Linked DNA regions of Mus musculus: all the other regions are linked to region 2. Evidence: chromatin contacts called from public HiChIP or PLAC-seq and promoter capture Hi-C data. All regions are on one chromosome and are shown on one strand. Each heading gives the region's core, a stretch centred on a gene start, on an enhancer-like site or on the middle of the called end of the contact. The rest is flanking DNA. Distances are from core to core; before and after follow the strand shown. Region 1 holds the start of Cacng7 (calcium channel, voltage-dependent, gamma subunit 7). Region 2 holds the start of Tarm1 (T cell-interacting, activating receptor on myeloid cells 1). Region 3 holds the start of Myadm (myeloid-associated differentiation marker).

Evidence for each region. HiChIP or PLAC-seq counts read pairs in DNA pulled down with a chosen protein or histone mark. Capture Hi-C pulls out chosen DNA fragments and counts their contacts.
Region 1: a promoter capture Hi-C map of liver shows a contact between it and region 2. The contact joins the promoter of Cacng7 here to the promoter of Tarm1 in region 2. A contact is called at or near these places in 6 of 39 promoter capture datasets (the 3T3-L1 cell line, 3T3-L1-derived adipocytes, hippocampal neurons and 1 more), 3 of 115 datasets of contacts at active chromatin or transcription factors (bone marrow-derived dendritic cells and embryonic stem cells) and 3 of 9 other capture datasets (adipose tissue, liver and macrophages).
Region 3: a contact with region 2 is called in an H3K4me3 HiChIP or PLAC-seq map of bone marrow-derived macrophages, with 4 times the contacts expected there. The contact joins the promoter of Myadm here to the promoter of Tarm1 in region 2. A contact is called at or near these places in 5 of 39 promoter capture datasets (the 3T3-L1 cell line, the HPC-7 cell line, hippocampal neurons and 1 more), 1 of 484 Hi-C or Micro-C datasets (macrophages), 5 of 115 datasets of contacts at active chromatin or transcription factors (bone marrow-derived dendritic cells, bone marrow-derived macrophages, embryonic stem cells and 1 more) and 1 of 9 other capture datasets (liver).

What each region holds. Positions count from the first base shown.
Region 1 is chr7:3,331,084-3,334,090 of GRCm38.p6, forward strand. It overlaps Cacng7 (calcium channel, voltage-dependent, gamma subunit 7), which reads left to right and starts at 1,742. Exons shown (of 6, transcript NM_133189.5): 1 at 1,742-1,953. It overlaps Prkcg (protein kinase C, gamma), which reads left to right. Exons shown (of 18, transcript NM_011102.4): 18 at 1-16.
Region 2 is chr7:3,500,708-3,503,880 of GRCm38.p6, forward strand. Tarm1 (T cell-interacting, activating receptor on myeloid cells 1) reads right to left here and starts at 1,917. Exons shown (of 6, transcript NM_177363.4): 1 at 1,725-1,917. The coding sequence starts at 1,758.
Region 3 is chr7:3,288,932-3,292,134 of GRCm38.p6, forward strand. Myadm (myeloid-associated differentiation marker) reads left to right here and starts at 1,624. Exons shown (of 3, transcript NM_016969.2): 1 at 1,624-1,699.

The DNA of each region.
Region 1 (3,007 bases), core at 492-2,991, 170 kb before region 2:
GATGCTGATGCTAAAATGTTTGGATGTTTTCTTGTAAAGCTTAGGGGGCGAAGTGGGTGCGGAGGTGGGCTGGCTGTACATAGAAACAAACATGGGGGGTGGTGGAGAGAAAATGCACAGACCTGTAAAATAAAAAGAGAAGACAACTTTTGCATGAGAGCGCCATGCAAACCGTTTTTTCTGAGAAGACCGATGTGACCACATTGGTAACATACTCAATGAATAACCCTTGACCAGTGTGTCAGCAAGTGATCGACCCTCCACCCAGTTACCACACACTCATATTCACCCAGAGCAAAGTGCAGATACAGACAACATACACCAGAATCTAGAGAAGTCCTGGTAAGAAATATGAAAAGCTAGCCTACTGTGGGGAGACAGACTTGTTCAGAAGGACCCCATGTTACAGAAGGTGAGAGAACCAGAACCTGGAAGCTTGGGAACCAGTTAGCAAGGCAGAAGACAGGCAGAAACGTCCTCCCGGCCTCTTTCTCCCCTGACCCACTTTGCAAGTACGTGTGGAGGAGAGCAGGGAGTGAAGGGGACCAATCAAGATAAGACTACGTTTCCCAGCAGACATCGCAGAAGACCCTGCCCCCCTCCCCAGGTGCTGTCCTCTGGCCGCCAGGGCTGATGGGGAATGTAGTCTCTGGATCGGGCAAGCCAGCAGAATGGTGCCCCTGTCAGTGTGTTTGGAGGGGACAGAACCTCAAAAGCTTAGCAGGTTCCTTTGAAGGCCTGGCATCTCTCCTCCGGATCTTCGAGTCTCACTCCAACTGGAGGCTGAGGTTACCCCTTTCTCTGGTATCACCTCTCCTGTACTCTTATCACGTTCCTGAAAGCCCCAGTCCAAGTTTCGACCCTCGGCGGGCAGCCTGCCCCTTTAAGAGTGGCCCCGCTGACATCACGGCGGGGGGGGGGGGTGCTGGCCCCGCTCCCAGCTCCGCGGCGGCTGCAGGACCCGGCTCTGCTCTGCGCCTGCCCGCCAGCTGCTCTAGGGACCCGGCCCGGGACGCCCCTTCCCGCCTTCTTCAGCTGCCCAGACCCCCAGGCTCCGCCCCTTGCCTGGCTACAGCCCCAGTCCTCGTCAGGGGGATATCCCATCCTGGCTTGCCCCTGCTGTCTCTCCTCAGAAAGTCAGTCTCTCTCTCTCTCTCTCTCTCTCTCTCTCTCTCTCTCTCTCTCTCGTCTATTTCTCTCTATTTTTCTATTTCCCCATCCCATCTCCTACAAGCTTAAGGTCCCTGGATTTCAGTTTCCTTTGGTCCAAGGCCTCTGAGCTCTCCTTGCCTGGATTTTGGGGCTCTCTGACCTCTCTACTCCCAGGGCCTCAAAATCTCTGAGCCGCTGGAGTGGTGGGGGTGGGGACACCTGAAACTACTCCATCTCTGTCTCCTCTTTTCTGTCTGTCTTTTCTAGTCTCAGGACGCGTGAGTTCCAGAAAATATTTCTCTCTCTCTCTCTTCTCTCTTCTCTCTCTCTCTTCTCTCTTCTCTCTTCTCTCTTCTCTCTTCTCTCTTCTCTCTTTTCTCTTCTCTCGCTCTCTCGCTCTCGCTCTCGCTCTTGCTCTCTCTCTCCTTCTTGGGCTCTCTGCCTCTGTTTCTATTCTCTCTCCCTCCCTGCCTGCCTCCCTGCCTTCCCCCCATCCTGAAGGCTCATCTCATTCCCTCGCTGCATCCTTCTCCCTCCCTTCCCGCCCCTCCCCTCCTCCGCATTAGCCAATGAGCGGCCGCTGGTCCCTGCTCCCGGCTGCGTCCGCTGAGTGAGGCCGCGGGCGAGGGGGGTGGGGGGTGGGAGGCCCGGAGGGGGCCGGGACGCCGGGCTCGGGGGCGGGGGCGGGGGGCGCGGGCACCGGAGACCCCGGTGGCGGCAGCGGCGGCCGGGGAAAACCGCGGGGCCGGTCATGCGGCTGCGGGGCCCGCGGCCCGGAGCGTCCGCCCAGCCCTGAGAGAGGTAAGAGCGAGGGGAGGGTCCGGTGAGGCAAGGGGGCTCCGAGCTAGACCACTCTCAGCCGGAATTGGGGCTCGGGGGAGGTTAGAGGGGCTCCAGGTATGGGATCCTGAGGATTTCAATGTTGAATTTGGGAAGGTTTTGGCGGATAGAGGAACATTTGGGCCTGGTGGATCCCGGAGGACCTGGGGTCCGAGGGTCCGAGAGTAAGAAAACAAACTCGGTGTTTGAGAGTTAAGAGACCGTCGCCACTGGGTAGGCTCTAGGCGGGGTCTTTGAGGAAGCGGATCACGACGAAGGAGGAGGGCCCAGGCCGGTAAGAGCAAGCCGTGAGTCTGGGAAAGGGTCCTAAATAAAGCGGAGAGTTACGGACTCCAAGGATATCGAAGGGAGATGGAGTTTGGACTTGGGCTTTGAGGAATGGCACTTGAGCCATTCAGATATCCAGATCGCGGAAACGCTGGCGTAAAGGATCAATCAGAAGGAGATTCCAGGCCTGGTGATGGTGGAGGTGGGGGTGTCCCAGAGGTGGAATGGCAGCAGAATAAAGAGCTGTGTGGGTCAGGTAGAAAGAAGATGAACTGGACGTGAGAAGGAATGGGATTAATGTAAGAAGTGAGGGGAATTGGAAAGGTCCAGCTCCCCAACTGCTAGTCTAGTAGGAGGAGCAGACCCGAAGGCTGAGGTCAGCTCCCCAGACCAAGACAGTCCGGTGATTGGGTAGATAATGCTTGTATGAGCTGAGTACTGAAAGCAGAGCAGGCAGCTGGCGGTCAAGCCCCAGAGCCACTTGAAGGGGGATGGGAAGAAAAGCTAGACAGCTCTGTTAAATCTAGATCTTTGGGTCCTCCACGAGGCTGGGGCTGAAAGTGAGGGGTTCTGGACCTAAGAACCCCAGGATGTAAGTGGTGACTCTGATTCTATGGTCTTTATTGGGATGGAGTAGAATCCAAAAGCTTACAGAATTCTGATGGAGCCAAGTAGAGTCTCATGTCTTAATTGCATATTGGGAAAATGTTTGGGGGAGGTGTCTCAAACTTTGTAATGAAAAAGATGG
Region 2 (3,173 bases), core at 667-3,166:
AATGACATGCAAATTTGTGAAGCGTACCATAAAAAAGAAAAGAAAATGCCCCCACAGACTTACCAACAAGCAATCTGATGGGGGCATTTTCTCAAATGAGGCTCCTCTTCCCACATAATCCAACAATTGTAAGGTTAACAACAAAATCAAGACAAACTCCAAGTCCCATCAAACATCTCCAAGATGGTCCCACAACAAGGAACCCTGTAAACTCAGCCCTGTTCATAGAACTCTGAGCAACATGGAACCAGTAATACTGTTTGGGTTAGACACACGTGGGTTGAAATTTGGTTTCCTCAAAATCTCTGAAATATTGAGCCGGGTGTGCTGGCGCACGCCTTTAATCCCAGCACTCGGGAGGCAGAGGCAGGTGGATTTCTGAGTTCGAGGCCAGCCTGGTCTATAAAGTGAGTTCCAGGACAGCCAGGGCTATACAGAGGAAACCCTCTCTTGAAAAACCAACCAACCAAACAAACAAACAAATCTCTGAAATATGTTGGAAATCACTTTGGTTTGCAAATTCAGATCAGATTTCTAACCTATAAAAGCAAACTTAATCTTCTTCAGAAGGCTTTTAGGGTTGTTCATTTGTTTTTAAATAGGGAGTGGGTTAGGATGGTCTCACTATTTAGCTCCTGCTGGCCTGGAACTTGCTATGTAGACCAGGCTGACCTCAAACTCACAGAGATCCGCCTGTCTCTGCCTCCTCAGAACTAGGATTAAAGATGTTCTACTGTACATGCTTTGTTTCATTGTTTTACATACAGTCTCATATAACCCAGCTGGGCTCAAATTCACGACGGAACCAGATGACTTTGAACTCCTCCTGACTCCTCCTCTCTAGAGCTGGGATTACACCTTGCTAAGGAAAGTTATTTAATAACATTTGTCATCTATTGTAGTAGTAGTAGTAGTAGTAGTAGTAGTAGTAGTAGTATTTATTTATTTATTTATTTATTTATTTATTTATTTATTTATTAAAAAGAGCTAGACATGGTGGCACAAACCTGTAATCTCAGCATTTGGCAGGACGATCTCTGTAAGTTCAAGACCAGCTTGGTCTACATAGTAAGATCAACCAAGGCTGCATGGTAAGATCTTGTCTCAACAAATTTTAAAAATAAGTAAACAAGAAGGTCTTTCTGATGTTGGTCTCTGTCCTATCTCAATCATAACAAGTTGGCTTCGTATAAAAGAAAATAGCGGGCTGCTGACTCAACCTTGGCTAGCAACAGCACATAGAATTTCTAGTTTTGATTCCTTTACATTATATCTATGCTCTATCTGCTTTGTGTCTGTCTGTGCGTGTGTTGAAGGGAGGGGGGATGTTTATGTAGTCCAGGCATTCCTTAAACTCCCTACTTAGCTAAAGATGATCTTCAAATTTTATTTGCCTCTCTCCATCTACCATGTACCGGAGTTACAGGTTGCATGTCACTATTCTTGATTTATAGTACTGGGAATGGAACTAGGGCTTCACGTACACTTGGTAAGCACTACCAACAAAGCTACAGCCCCAGCCCCTATCTTTTCCCCATCTCTGTCTACTACATGTTGAGCATTTGTTTTGCCCTAACATGTACAGTGAACTCACTGAAATTTCTGGTTTGTCCTATGCACTCAGCACACTGATCTGGTGTAAATTCTGGCTTCAGTCCCCACCCAAGTATCTCACCAGCTTTATGATTTCCTGGAAACTGAGTGTCCCACCCTGAATAACTTACGGAGGCAGAGAAGGGAAAGGAGCCTAGAGATCATGGTGGCTCAGCGGCTGGTCCAAAGGTCTTCAGCAGGTCTACTATCAGCAGAAGAAAGTGGCCAGGACATCAGCATCCCCAAGCTCAGGGAGTAGGCAGGATTGGTTTTGAGATCGCTGCTCAGTTCCTTCCTCACACGTTCACTCGCAGGAAATGTGCTGATGCTATCTGTTGCAACATGTTCCTATAAACCCCTTCAGAGACTTGCCTCACTTGGTCCTCTTCCGTTTCAAATTTCAGGCCTTACACAAGTAATTTTCAAAGGGCCTAACACTGGGCTTGCTGGGTTTATACTGAGCTGAGATTTGTGTAAACTGAGAGTCATATATCATAGTCACTAGACGTTGGCCAATATTCCTTTCCTACTAGAGATGATCTGCCTCTCCTTACTGAGGAAAAGTGACAGAGCCCAGACAGTTTCTCTTTCCATTTTATTTTGCTGGATCTCATGTAGCCCAGGGCAGCCTCAAAATCACCATGTAACTGAAGATGACTATTTATTTATTTATTTATTTATTTATTTATTTATTATATGTAAGTACACTGTAGCTGTCCTCAGACGTACAGAAGAGGGCGTCAGATCTCATTACAGGTGGTTGTGAGCCACCATGTGGTTGCTAGGATTTGAACTCAGGACCTTCGGAAGAGCAGTCAGTGTTCTTACCCACTGAGCTATCTCTCCAGCCCTGAAGATGACCTTGAACTTCTGGTCTTCTTGCTTCTACCTCCTGATGGGATTATGGGTATGTGTCACCACATATGGTTTAGGCAGTGCTGGGAATTGAACCCTGGGCTTTGTGTTTGCTAGACAAGCACTCTACCAACAAAAGCCACAGTCAAAGGTCCCCAAATGCATTTCAAGCTACATGAGTGAACATTAGTCATGATGACATTTGCCTTTAATATTTGTTTTAGTATGAGAGTTTAGTTTAGTGTTTGTTTGGTTTGGTTTGAAACTAGGTCTCAATATATAGTCCAGGGTGGTCTCAAATTTCCCACTGATGAGGATGGTCTTGAACTTCTTATCCTTATGCTTCAATCTGGGTACTGGGGACAGAATTTTTCAGTCAAGGAAGCTGCTGAACACATGAAGATGCTCAGGTCAAGACTAGGCCCATGGCTCAGGAGTATAGTGCTTATCTGGGATGCATGAGTCACTAAGTTTAAACCCCAGTGCCATCACCAAAAACAATCTCAAAAAGAATTATCATGATTATTCATAAAAGATCAAATTGATAAAATGATACAATTATCATTATCCATAAAAGATCAGGGTGGAAGGAGCCCAATGAGGATGATAAATAAATCATAATATAATCATAAAAGTGAATGATCTCAAGCTTCCACAAAAATAAATAAATAAATAAATAAAATACATGTAAGACCATGAAATCTCAGAAGTAACATGGAGTGTGA
Region 3 (3,203 bases), core at 374-2,873, 210 kb before region 2:
AAAATGACAAAGAGGGTCTGTTTCTGGGTCTCTTCCCAGACAGGCAAAGTGAGCACACAGCTCTTCGCCTACCCATCCCTACCTTGTTCCCCACCCCCACTTCTGCAAAGCACGAAGCAAGAAGCAAGCGTCCAGGTCCCCTCTCCAGCTCCTCCCTCCTCTGTAGGACACGAAGCTGGCTGTAGTGAGCTCTTGGACCCCTTCGAACCCCCACCTCCCACCCCCTTCGCGAAGCTCCTAGCTTCCTCTCTAGGGCTAGGACTATAAACCTCTCCAGTCTTCCTGGAAGGTAACCAGAAGCAGCCGCCGGGAAGAGACAAGCAGCCGCAGCCGCCACTAGGCCCCGCCCAGCAGCAGCAGAGCAAGGCCGCGCCCGGGACCGCTGCAGAGCGGGGTGAGTGAGTGCAGCCAGGAGGGAGGGAACCAGGTGTCCTGGGTCTCCGCCCTGCCCAGGGGGCCAGCATTGGGACCTTTAGGAGAGACCTAAAGGTCCCTCCAGCATCGCGACCTTCAGCTTCTTTTCCCATCTGGCTCAGTCGAGTTCTTTCAGGCCCTTAAATCCGACTTTTTTTTTTTTTTTTTTTCCCAATCCTGCATCTCTTTCCTGCTTTTGCCCCTCTCCTCCCGGTACTATAGGGCCCGAGGAATCCTTCCCATATGATAGAACCTAGAATCCAGAGCTCCGGGCCCTAGCCCTGTCCTCATAAAGATTCTGAGTCTCTCCCTTTGTCCTGAAGGCAGGAATTCAGGCCAAAAATAGCGTGCCCTTCTAGACTCAGGCAACCAACCAACCAACCACATATGTTTTGAAAACTGAACGCTCAGAAATCTGGTACCCTCCCTCCAAATTTCCAGGAATTTAGCTACTATCCATCATCCTTTCGCGTCTCCTGGCTGTGATCTTCTGAGACTTGGCCCAAGGGTCCTCAGGCCATGATTACAGTGTAATTGGAGATATGGCCCACTCTCTATGCAGACCCCTAAACGAAGGAATCTAGTCTTTGTTTTTTGGGGGTGGGCCCTCACTAGTCAAGGTAGCTTAAGCTCAAGGCCTGGCACCCTAAATTCTGCTTCAGGTAGACAAGACTCCGTTAAACAGAGGTCTAGCTGACCCTCAAACTGCTGGGACCTGGATGTGTAAGATTTCCTTTTTCTGGGTATCGTGGGGGAACTGATAGACAGAGGCGTGGGGCGGAGAGCGGGAGAACTGAATGAGAGGTGAGACTAGGCGTGGGGACCCGGCTTAGTGGGGGGGGGGCGACGACTCTATCTGAAACAAATCATAAACAAGTACGTTTCTATGGCAACAGCATTCTCCGGTCTACCCTGAAGATTTCTTTCTAGAGCTATGACAGGGAGGATAGCCCCCAGGAGACCCCACCCCTCCAGCTGCTGTGTCTTCCTGTTTTGTCTCCACGGCTACGGTGACCTCAGCTCTGCACCCCCTCACTGGTAGGGCGGGAGATCCAGGACGCTAGCCTTCTGGGGGCGTGGTGTGGCATTAGCCCCGCCTTCGGGGCCTACCAGGGATAGCCTGAATGAAGGGAAAGTCCCTTTTCACCGCCCTAGCCAGGCCCAAACCCCGCCCACAACCCCTCCCTCGCGCGCTCCTCAGCTGGCCAACTCCACCCAGTCCTAAGACCCTTTTGGTCTGCAGCTGTCGTCCTTGTTTGTGCTACAGTCGCCACTGCCTGGAGAGGTAAAGCTGCAGGGACCCCCAAAGGGAAGGAGTTGTGGTCCAGGATCCTTGGTTCTAGAAAGAGGAGTGGGCACGGATTCAGGTGTCTGGATCCCTAGAAACACTGCAGTTGGACCAGGACTCAAGCTCTGGATGAAAGGCTGAACATCTGAGCTCATACAGGTCATACATGGGAAAGAAGAGGGACTGGGGAGTGGGCACGTGGGTATGAGGAAGGACGGTGGTACTTGGACCCTTGAGGCTGAGAGCGGTAGGATGGGATCTAGACTCCTAGGTCTGACCAAAAAGGTTTGGGATCTGTATTTAAGATGGGTCTCAGGGAGGAGGGCAGGATTCAGACCTTAATCTGGAGGAAGTTGGGGGTCTGAATTTGTTCTGAGGGAGAAGGTACTGGAGTTTGAATTGGGACGGAAGAAGGGAGGGGCTGGGATCTCGACTCTTGGTTTGAAGACTCGGAAAGATTGAGTATAGATCCCTGAATCCGAGAAGATGGAACTCCTGGATGCTTATACCTGGTGCTTATACCTGGAGGGACTCAGGAGGGGAAAGTCCTTGTTCTGACCCTCCCAGAGGCCTGCACCCGCACTAGAGTATGGGGGGGGGGCTGGGGGGAGGGAGGTAGGAATCTTTGAAGGCTTACGGCTGAGCCCACCACTGGTGTGAGGCGTGGCCTGGAGTCTGTTCAGGGCTGTGCCCAGCATGTGCCCTGTCTGTGGAGTGATGGATGACCTCAGGAGTGTGGCATTGGGGATGGTAGCAGGGGTGCTGGGTGTGGCCCTGAGAGTGGAACTAGACCTAGGAGGAAACTCTAGGGGCGTTTCCTCACCCTGCTTATGTCTTTAGCTGAGCATTCCTGAGCAATGACTTCAAACGATGCTGGAGGCCTCTATCACTAGTTCCGTTACCTCTCCTAAGGTCTTCCTTTCTTTCTATTCCTCCTTTCCTAACTTTTCTCCCTGACAGAAGGATTTATGCTGGACACTAACCCGCCATTTTTGTTTTTGTTTAAAAAATTTTAAAGACAGGCTTTATGTATATAGCCTTTGTAGTCCTGGAACTCGCTATGTAGACCTGGCTGGCCCTGAACTTGTAGAGATCCGTCTGCCTCTTCCTCCTAAATGCTGAGATTACAGGCGATCTGTTGCCCACTTATTATAGTGCGGGGTGCCTGGCTTCCCAAAAAAACCAATCCTGGTGGGAGCTGGGGGTTTCTGCCTTTCTGTCTCAACTCCCAAGTGCCCTGGAGGCTTCTAGTTCCCAGGGAGAATTGCAACTCCTGCATGAGTTCTTGCCTGGAGCCAAGGAAGAGCTGTGTCCTGGAGCTCCATCAGATTGAAGGAGTTTTAAGGAGTCTCATTCCCTTAGCCCCAGTCCCACCCATTAGGGGTTGAACCTAGTACCTCACACATGCTAGTCAAATACTCTACTTAAAACCTCACCACTACTGACTTCCTTTCCCCCCATCCCCACCCCCACCCCTTGGTGGTCTTGAACTCTCTCTGTG